Linked DNA regions of Mus musculus: region 1 is linked to region 2. A link is a contact called in public HiChIP or PLAC-seq data. All regions are on one chromosome and are shown on one strand. Each heading gives the region's core, a stretch centred on a gene start, on an enhancer-like site or on the middle of the called end of the contact. The rest is flanking DNA. Distances are from core to core; before and after follow the strand shown.

Evidence for each region. HiChIP or PLAC-seq counts read pairs in DNA pulled down with a chosen protein or histone mark.
Region 1: an HNF4G HiChIP or PLAC-seq map of pancreatic cancer cells shows a contact between it and region 2. The contact joins two enhancer-like sites. A contact is called at or near these places in 16 of 484 Hi-C or Micro-C datasets (B cells, the G1E-ER4 cell line, the N1E-115 cell line and 9 more) and 1 of 115 datasets of contacts at active chromatin or transcription factors (pancreatic cancer cells).

Annotation. Positions count from the first base shown.
Region 1 is chr6:91,726,732-91,731,852 of GRCm38.p6, reverse strand. All of the region lies in intron 5 of Slc6a6 (solute carrier family 6 (neurotransmitter transporter, taurine), member 6), which reads right to left. Among named protein-coding and RNA genes, the nearest start is that of Gm44981, 7.4 kb to the right of the region's middle. Within about 2 kb of position 2,467, at least 157 of the 459 cell types and tissues checked have an H3K27ac peak or open chromatin away from gene starts, as enhancers often do. A contact at or near this core is called in the N1E-115 cell line, muscle stem cells and pancreatic cancer cells, where this site is marked.
Region 2 is chr6:91,285,096-91,289,752 of GRCm38.p6, reverse strand. No RefSeq gene overlaps it. Among named protein-coding and RNA genes, the nearest start is that of Fbln2, 75 kb to the right of the region's middle. Within about 2 kb of position 2,937, at least 49 of the 459 cell types and tissues checked have an H3K27ac peak or open chromatin away from gene starts, as enhancers often do. A contact at or near this core is called in the N1E-115 cell line, muscle stem cells and pancreatic cancer cells, where this site is marked.

The DNA.
Region 1 (5,121 bases), core at 1,218-3,717, 440 kb before region 2:
CAGTCCCTATAGGACTCATGATGACACCCATGATGACATCGAGTGACATTTGAAGGTACATTTCCCTGACTCGATAACTCCATTTCCAAGACCATCTTCTATTATTCTTCCAGCATGGGGGCTCATAGACAGAGTATGCACCAAAGTGCCCCTCTGCAGGGTACAGAAAGCTTTGGGGCAGGCACACTGGAATGCCACATGGCCAACAGACCAGTGTCAAGTTCTTGATGTGCTGATAAAGCAATATAACACCCTGGGGGACAGAGGGAGCCAGCAGAGTAGGGTACATCTGCACAGGATGGCCATTGTGATAGAAATTGAACATATACCAGCAAGTAAGCATCACCCAGGGAGAGGGACTCAGCAATAAAGGCAGCTCTCTTGCTGTTTATTTGTGATATAGCTTTACGGACATATTTAAACATATTTAAACAGTTTGATGGTGGTGGTGGTGGTGGTTTTTTTGTTTGTTTTGAGACAGGGTCTCATGTAGCTCAGGATGGCCTTAAATGGTTGATCCTCTTGCCTCTTCCTAAATTTATGCAATACTGAAATAATACAGGTCTGTCCTCAGGTTTTACATAGCACACCAGGGTCACAAACTGTCCTGTCGGGCTCTGGCAAAGCCCTAGGCAGAGCTGAGCTGAGTAGCCAGCCACCTGAATGCCAGCAGGGACCCTCCCCTAGTGCTCTCTCTGTTGCTTCCCAACAAGGGGGACTCATGGATTCCCCTGGGCCTTCTCGCAGCTTTGAGCACAGGGCTCAGTAAACTGTGTGGTGCTGTGCATGAGGGATCGCTGCCACAGGGCACTCTCAGGTGCCTCCTACATTCTCCCACAATGCCCTGCTCAGGCCCTACCACATCCCCAACCCACTACAGTAACTCCTTCCCAGCCTCCCTGCTATATCGTCCTCCACGCTTGTCAGAGGGACCCCACAGAATCTGCAGTGCCAGCTCACATGCCCCTTGGCTCCACCTCTTCCCACCTCCATCCTAACCAGTCCCTGTTACCTTCCACTCAAAGCTATATGCTTGAAAGAATGTGGAAAGTACTTAACAAGAAGACTCGGACAGCAAACACAGGAAGCCAGACAACGTGGGTGTACAGCTGTCTGCCTCTCTCCCTCATCTGCCCCCTGACGTCTTCCTCAGGGGGTTGTGTGTGGTCCCTGAACTGTGGAACTAGTGGCTTCCTCAGCTGCACAATTCCACCATTCACAGACAGCCTCTTTCCAGGGCTCTCACTGAGGCACCGCTCCCCAGGACACCCTCCATCAAGAGCACCCCAGCAGTCCCCTTCCCTAGCACTAGTTCTGCAGTGAGAGCTTTTCCATTAGGATTGTACTTTCTGAATGGTTAACATGTCTGTCTACTACCAAGCTAGCTCTGTGTACACAGGACCTGCATCTGTCCCAACCACAGCACCTGGCACATGAAGGAGCTCACCTGACATTAGGTGAGGGAATTCATTAGAGCCATTTGGTAGCTGGGGAAAACTGAGGCTCAGCCTCTCATTGACCCTAGGCAGTCAGTCATCAAGCCTGGAGCTGGCTCCTTTCTTTCTGATGTCCCCAGTGTGCCTCAAGCCAGGACTTGCAGGCTTGGGCTCCTCACTATCTTCCAGAGGTAAGCTGCAGATCTTTTCCAAGAAAAAAAGGGCTACATCTTGCCAGGACGGGAACTAAAAAGGAGTGGCTGGGCTGGACATGTGTTTGCAGCCGGCTGCCCTGCTGCCGTCCAGTCAGCACTTGGAGATGTAAATTCGCCCTCGGAGTGGGCCAAATCGTTTCCTTTTGACAGCAGGCCAGCCGTTTATTGGCTGCAGCAGTCCCCTGGAGACTGGCAGAGGGAACAATTATAAAAGGGCCGTCCGTCCGCCTGAGCATGGGGCCCCCACACGGCCCTTCCCGCACCACCTCCTCCTTCCGACAGCTATGGAGGAAGATTGGCTGAGCAGGGTTTGTTTGCAAATATGACTCATTTCTTTGATTCTAATAGAATCTAATGATCCATGCTGGGCTCCCAGGGGGCTCTGCAGGAGCCTCTGAGGAAGGCCTGGCTCCAGCCTGCTGAAGGGCTTTTGGCCAGACCTGGCCCCGCCTGTCCTCTAAGGCCTGTGAGGGAAGCAGGAGTTTTAGAGACAGAGGTGACCTCAGAGGGTGAGGACCAGTGTGGGATGGGGCCACAGGGGCAGAAGCTCTGTGACCCCACCATGTAGCCACTAAACGTACCCTAATGTCAGCATAAAATGTCAGTCTCTGGAGCCTCCTGACTTCTCGTGGGAATCTGAGCTGAGGCTGTTCCTGGCTTTACAGGCAGGTAAGTATGGCAGGGTCAGTCTATGATACAGACCCCTGATACAGGAGTCCATGCCTGACCAGAGACTGAGGAAACACAGACGTGCATGCACATAGGCAGCAGTGCACCATGTGACCTGTGACCATGGACTCAGCTCCAGGGCCTGCCCTGTATCACGGTGTGGGATGAGGGGTGGAACACAGACCAAAGGTTCACTAAGAGTGGACCTGTGTCCATGCTGGCTCCCCAGAACCCTAAAACCAAAACTCATCCAGGTTCCTGAATGCCAGAGAGCAGATGTGAGTGTTGGGGCTGAGCTAACTCTGGCTCACAGAGCAGGAGGAGACTGAGGCTTGGCATTCCAACTGCCCTGACATCAGAGGGCTGGGACGTGTGGGAGCCACACTTAAGCCACACTGGGGAGGGGAGTTCCCCTCTGAGGTCTTCCTGCCTCCTTGGTAACCAGCAGATGGGAGGGGCGGCAGGGTGGCTGACAGTCATCCAGTGATTAGAAACTGGGGGAGGGGGCACTCTGCTCCCACCAAGCCTGTTACCCCTCTTTGGCTGCCAGACCTTAAGATCTGCAAAAGACACAAGGGAAAGCTGCCGGAACCTGGGCCAGGCTCAGTGAGCAGCACTGCCCTCACCTACTCCTCCCTGGCAGGGCAAGATCACAACGTGGGGAAGACAGGTGAGGCTCTTTAGCAGGGATGCGAGAGAGTTTCAAGGACAAGGCAGAGAGCAAGCAAGAAGCCAACGAGTGTCCTTTACCTGCAATATAGGGTTCATCAAGGGGTGCGGTGTGCACAGGGAGAGTGGCTGGATCCTGCCATGCATGATGGAGGGCCAGTGAACTGCATATGAAATGTGAGAGTTTCCCACAATGCCTTGCTCTTTCACCTACTTAAGAAATCTCAGATGCTAGCTAGAGGGCTGACTGGGAAAAAGCACTTGCCTTTAAATCTAACAACCCGAGTTCAGTCCCTGAGACTCGTGTAAAAAGTGTGAGAAGAGAACTGAGTCGATAGTCCTTGTCCTTTGACCGGCACGCATGTCCTGATGTGCTTACCCCAGCCCTCCTAAAATAAATCAAATGAAGAAGAGGAGAAGGAAAAGAAAAGGAAGCAGGAGCCTCTGCATCAAAATAGTTCATTGCTCTCACCCTTTTGCCTTCTTTTCCACTGTTTCAAACCCAACACAAGGGTAGGTTCTTGGGAGCAGGAAGCCCCACAGATTTGCTGATGCTTCTGCCCACTGACCGCGTCTGCACACAGGATCAGCAAGAAGCTGGCCAGGTCTTCACCTCAGCTTGCTCAGTAGCTCTGCTCGCTGGATCCCAGGCTCATGCTAAGGAATGCTTAGAGGTTCTTCTAGAATTCAAAGTCAGGTCCAGAGCCTGTGCAGGCCCAGTGTGGGCAGAAGTCAGCCCTCATGAAAGCAAAGCATACCCACGGGCACCACAGAGGAGCCTGCACAAGAGCCTGGAGAACCAGGGGTTTTCCTGAAATGGTTTTGTCTCTGTTTTCCTGATGAGGAACGAAAGCCATGGGGCTTCTACAACACAGGGGTGCTAGAGTGGACTCGGGCTGGGGATGTCTGAGCAGAGCGCTGAGCTTAAGTCTTCCAAGACCTTCATGTCATAATAGCAGGTACCAGGCAAAGGTGAAAAGAATGTGACTCCCTTGTCACCAGAGCCTGTGGGGATTTGAGGGGTTACATACAGATTCTAAATGCCCCAGAAAGGATGTTTAATCACAATGATGACATGACATGCACAATACCCTGAGGTGAAGGAGCAGCTTTTCAGGGTGGCCATGTAGGGCTGCAGGATGATCCCTAGGACATACTGTGACCATCCCAAGTAAAGGACACTGAGGCCCAGAGAAGAGACCACATCTGCCCAAGACAGAAGTGATAGAACACAAGTTCAAAGTCAGAAGGTAATGAGGTTCAGCAGACACCTCAGAAGCTGGCCAGGTGCCAGAGGCCTGGGAGGGGCAGCCCCGGTGTCCAAGCCATGCCAAGAACAGTACAGAAAGGCCAAGGCTTGTGGCCTTGGGCCCCTTCAAGGGAAAAGAATGAAATGCCAACATTCCTTTGTTCAAAAACTCAACTATCTGAAGGGTGGGGAACAGGGTTGGGGACCATGCTTTTAACACTCCCTTTGTTTGCTAGTGGAAAATATATACACCAGGAGACCCAAAGTCCCCAAAGCCCAGGGCCCTGCCTGGGAATGTAGTACAAAAGGCCCAGGCATGGCAGAGGCCACCCAAACGAAGCCTCCTGCAGATGAAAACAGCTGACTCATCCCTGTAGGAATCACAACACAGCTCCTGATGGTCCCTAGGTTTGCTTCCTTGAAGCCAAGGAGAGGGATTCTCATCTTGTGGTAGCCTGGGACAGACCTTCCTCTCCCCTGGCTCCTGGCTATCCATGAGGCCTCATCCCAGTCATTTCAGAGGCGAGAGGCCACCCCTGACTGAGCACCCTGAGTTAGGAGCACATGCTTACAGGGAGAGTGATATACTCAGGGGTTTCTAATCAACTTCCATGAGCTGTGAGGATGCCCTGAAATGCAAGTTCATGAGTTACCCCAATGCCATTAACACAAGGAGATTATCTGCATGCTGGGACTTGCCCATCTATTGCTCATGAGTGGCCTGTAACAAGCCAAAGGGGGAAGACTAAGGGATGAGGTCACACAAGCCACTCACTCCTAACACTCACTCCCTTTTGAGGCCACAAAAGAACTATCCACAAGACACATCAAGATCAGACCAACCAAACTGAGCACAGCTCAAACTTCCAGCAACTAGTCATGA
Region 2 (4,657 bases), core at 1,688-4,187:
CTTTGACACACCAGGCATAGCTGCCACAGGGCCTTTGCACTGGCTGGGCTCTGGTTTTCCCCTTTCATCTCACAGGTTTCTGCTCAGGTGGTGCTTTCCCAGAAACCCCCTGGCCACAGCCCGAGCAAGTCACTGACCAGCAACCCCTGCCATCACCCTACTTGACTTCCTCCTTGGGTTTGTGCCTAGAACCCACACCAGTGTCCTACACGAAACCTAAACATTAGGATGGGAGCTGAGCTCCCATGCAGATAACCATCCCTTTGCATTCACCCTGGTGGCCCCATGGCAGCTGCTTCCCAACAGTCCAGGTTCCAGGCAGAGCCTGACCTCTGGACTCTGCGTAGAACAAGGCTCCATCCAAAAGAGCAGGCATTCTTAGGTGCCCCTCCTGTGCCCCTGGCAGGCTGCACATCAGGCATGTGTGTGGGCAAGTGGATTCTGTGAGCAGAAGGAGCAGCCCATGGTAAGGGAGGTTGACATCCAAGGGGGCTGCCATCCCCAAAGGGGGAGTCTCAAGGTTGCACATGGCTTTGCTCCTCAGTCTGTATAGCTTGTTTTCTGTTTTAGGAGACCTGGGACAGGGCAGCTTGTATGGTTTCACTCCTCAGGCCCTAAGACTGCACTCTAGCACAGTCAACTGCAGGCTCCAGCCCCGACCTCCACTTCAGATGGCATTAGACCATCCTTATTATTGCATCCTGGAGTGGTCAATCTTCCAAATACTTGGATGTAAGCAAAAGCTGCACTCCAGCTTCAGGAGTCTTTCTGAGGATATAACAGATACCTCCACTTGGCTCCTTTTCCTTCTGTCCTTCTTTGACCTGCTGTACAGAATTAAGTTATGAGGGCCAGAAACCTGACAGCCATCTTGGCTGTCCCCTTTGGTTTGGTAGAACCAGGAGCCAGAAGGAAGTTGGTCCCTTTGTCCAGCCTATACCACCAACTAGAAGATTTACATATGAAAAAGATAGACCTCCCTGTTGTGTTTAAGCCAATGGAGTTTTCTTTCACAGCCTAGCTGACCCACTGATTCATATTCTACCAAGATTGGGCACTCCTGGCTCCTGATCCACCCTTCAATACAATTTCAGGACAAAAACCATCAGGGTGCCCTCTTCTTACCAAATGGTCATCCAGTTGCTGCTTGGACACCACAGGGGAAAGGTTCAGCCAGTGCTGCTGAGCTGGGACAGGAAGCTGGTCTGTAGTCCAGGGCTGGAATCAGCCTCCTGCCCTGGGCTCTGGGTCCAGCTCTGGCCCCACTCCATCACCATCCCAGACCAAGACCAGGATTCCCTAAGGCTGGACTGTTCTTCTGTAGGCTCTGGACACCTGCTGCTGTGACTTCTGTATCCCAGAAGTGAGCTCCATCTCCATTTGAGGCGTTCTAAAGCTGGGGGAGGGTTTCAGAGGCTCCCTTGCTCCCCCAAGACAAAGAAGAGGATTAGGTCACGGAGACCAGGCTATGCCCGTGCACAACATTCTGGGCTTCTCACCACTCACCTGCTTTATCTCCTCACCTGGCTCTCATGGAGCCATCCTGGTTTGCAGATGAGGACAGTGAGGCCTGGGAAAGTAGAGAGAGGGGCAGCTGCCCAGCCTGGCCCTTCCTCCATCCCACCCCTGCACCTCGGCCCGCCCAGTGCTGTCCTGGTCGGTCGGGACAAGACTCCGACTTGCAGAAGAGATTAGGACTAAGGAGAAAGAACGCCGTCCTGGCCCCGCGCATGCCCTGAGTATTTAAATTCTTTTTCATAATTATCTCAGATAGTAATTACTGCAGAAGCAGATGCGCTTATCGCAGACAAGAAGCCACCTGCCTTCCCATTTTTGTCAAAAGTGGAAACTGACATTATTTTTGCGTTTTGCTTCAATGGCTGTTTTCACTGTAAGTAGCACCTTCACCACAAGGAAAGCAACCCTGGAGAGGGAGGGGGTGTCCAAGCCTCAGGGTGATTATTCCAATCCTGCTGTGGGCATTGCTCAAGGGCTTGAGGGGAGAGAGGAACATACTTCCACAAAATGTACAGCTGGGGTTCACTCCTAGGGAGAAGCGGGCACCCCTCCCCCACTACACCCCTCCCCCACTACACCCCTTGCCCACCATAGGACTACAACCCTCTGGACTCACCCACCCACCACAAACATCAGTGTCCTGGACCTTGAAAGAATTGGCTCCCATGAGAAGTTCTCATAAGCCCCCAAGAGGATGCCCCTCCAAGGACTGGGCACTCGAAGCTCTCTCCTCTCTCACAGCTTAACTCAGGGGCCTTCAGTAACAAGAACAAGGGACAACCTGAGAACCCTCCATCAAGGAAAGGTCCTGCAACCAGGCAGGATAACTGACCTTCAGGAATCAGGTGGGAATCCCAGGCCTGGCTCTGCCAGCCTCTCTGGTCCCCAGTGTCCCTTCTGTCAAATGGACAGTCCCAAAGGATCTTGACCACCTCTTCCCTAATGAATAAATCATTCCTCCTGGAAAGCTTTTGGCGTGAACACCTGAACACGGGGGTCTCTTTCCACTCTCAGCCCCAAGTCACAAATTGTAATTGTCAAGAACTACAATTTAGCGTACTGGGTACCTGGAAGGCATTGCTCATTGAGTCATTTATCTTGCCCCCAAATCCCACATTATGGGTCCATTCTCATTCCTCCTTTTCACTCGGGGAAGCAGACTCAGGGTGGGTGAGTTTTCCACAGCCTTACAGCAAATCTACTAAAGCACTCAGTAATCCGTTCCCGAAGATGAAAATCTGATTGCTCCCATTTCCCAAGAGGAGGCACCGAGGTTCGGAGAGCTGTACCTCGGGTTTGGGGGAGTACAGACCCAAGCGTGAGCACAGAGGAACTGGAAGGGAGCCCTGAGGAGTTCAGCCTGCCTTCTGGAAGAGCCCCCTACTGGGCGTGCCACCTGTCCCTCCTCACAGCTGCGTTCTGCTGCCCTCGTGTGGTCAGAAAGGTTGACGGGGCTTCGAGCCTCTAAAAATTTGCGCGAACAGAACAGACGTGGTCAGAAGGCAAGAGTGTATGGGTAAAGAGAGAGAGCACAGCCCCGCCCTGGAGTCCTTCTCAGTTTCCACTGACTCCCTGTAGGCAAGCCACTTCCTACTCTTTGTCCTAGCAGATCTGTCTAGGACAGTCTTCCCTGACTTTATCTCTTTCCAACAGCGTCCCCCAGCCCTACCCATTAGCCATGATGTGGATGTATTGATTGTCCCTGTGCAGAAGTGAACCTGGCCTAGGTACTTCGCGGTAGAGGCTTGGAATGGGCCCTCTTCATCACCCTACATGCCTCTAGTCAGCGAACTTGAGCTGATTCGGCTGCAGGCCCTCTAATGTGTCAGGCAACAAGCCCCGCACTATAAGCATTCGCCCGCTGCGGGATGCTGTCCACTACAGTCTGCACACCAGTGGGCAGCCTCCGAGGGGCGTAGACTGTATGACGCGGGAGGACAACCGAGAGCACAACGACCAAGGGCGACGGTCTCTGCTGGGAGGAAGAGGGTGGTCTGGCACTGAATTTGCCTCCCAAATCAACCTGGGGGAGCCTCTCATTGTTCTTGTCTCGCCAGGAGGAGAAAAGTTTAGTCTAAATGCCGTCTGGTCCTCACGAGCACCTGCCAGGACACAGTGCTCAGCGACTTGCTTCTCTGTGTCTCCACTGCTGAGGCCCCGCATCGCCCAACCTACTAGTCAACCGTGCTGTGATGGGCAGGAACATGTGTACATCTGGGAGTGATCCAGGTTTCCTGTCGCAACCCGGTGAACCCGCTACTCGCAGCAATCTCATCTCACAAGGCAGGAAAATCAGACACCAAGAAGTCTAGGAACTTGCCTATGTCTCACAGATGGGAAAAGGCAGAACGGAGATCTGAATTCTGCGGGACAGGACAGGGCCGTGGGCTGCAGTGTCTAAGCCCTGCTCTCTACTGAAACCCTTAGCGCACCAGCCCTGCGATCTGGAGCAGAGACCTGCAATCAGCAGGGCTCAGAGTGTGTGATCTCCGGGTAGAAAGTTCTAGGACCTGCGCCTCGGCTTTCCGCGGACCAGCGCCTAGCGCCCCTGCGCCTGGATAGCTTTCTGCCAGAGCCACCGCTCGGACACACGCACTGACGATCCGCGACGCTCGCAGCGCCTCCTGGTGGCGTCCAACATCCTCAGCGGCGGTGGCTTTGGCGCACGCCCTAGCTGCACTGGCCAAAGGCGGCTGGCCACGCTAGGGACTGGCACTCAGCAGCTGAGCTTCGCCACCTGCCGCTGGAGTCCGGGCTCTTCCTGAGAGTCCCGGCATGCCTGCCCCATGGCTCCAAGCCAGGCTGAAAGTCAGAGCCCGGAGTCAACGGCCCGACTTCACCGCGGCCTCCCCGTGAGCAGCTGTCCCGCTCTGGATATGTGGGCCCTGAAGAGGGACCCGGGAGTGTCCACCTGTGGCCACGCTGACTACGCTGCGCACCCGCCAGGCCCACATCCTGCCCCGGTGGGCGCGAGCAGGCAACGGCGCCCACCCTGCTTATCACTGCAGAACGGAGAGCGGGAAATGCCAGGGCCCGGGGCACGGAAAAGGGCGGAGAGCTGGTCCCTAAAGCCACGTGGGTTGGGAATATGCCTCTGGGTCAAGTGCCCAGGGACTTGATCTTCCGGCTACACTGCCCT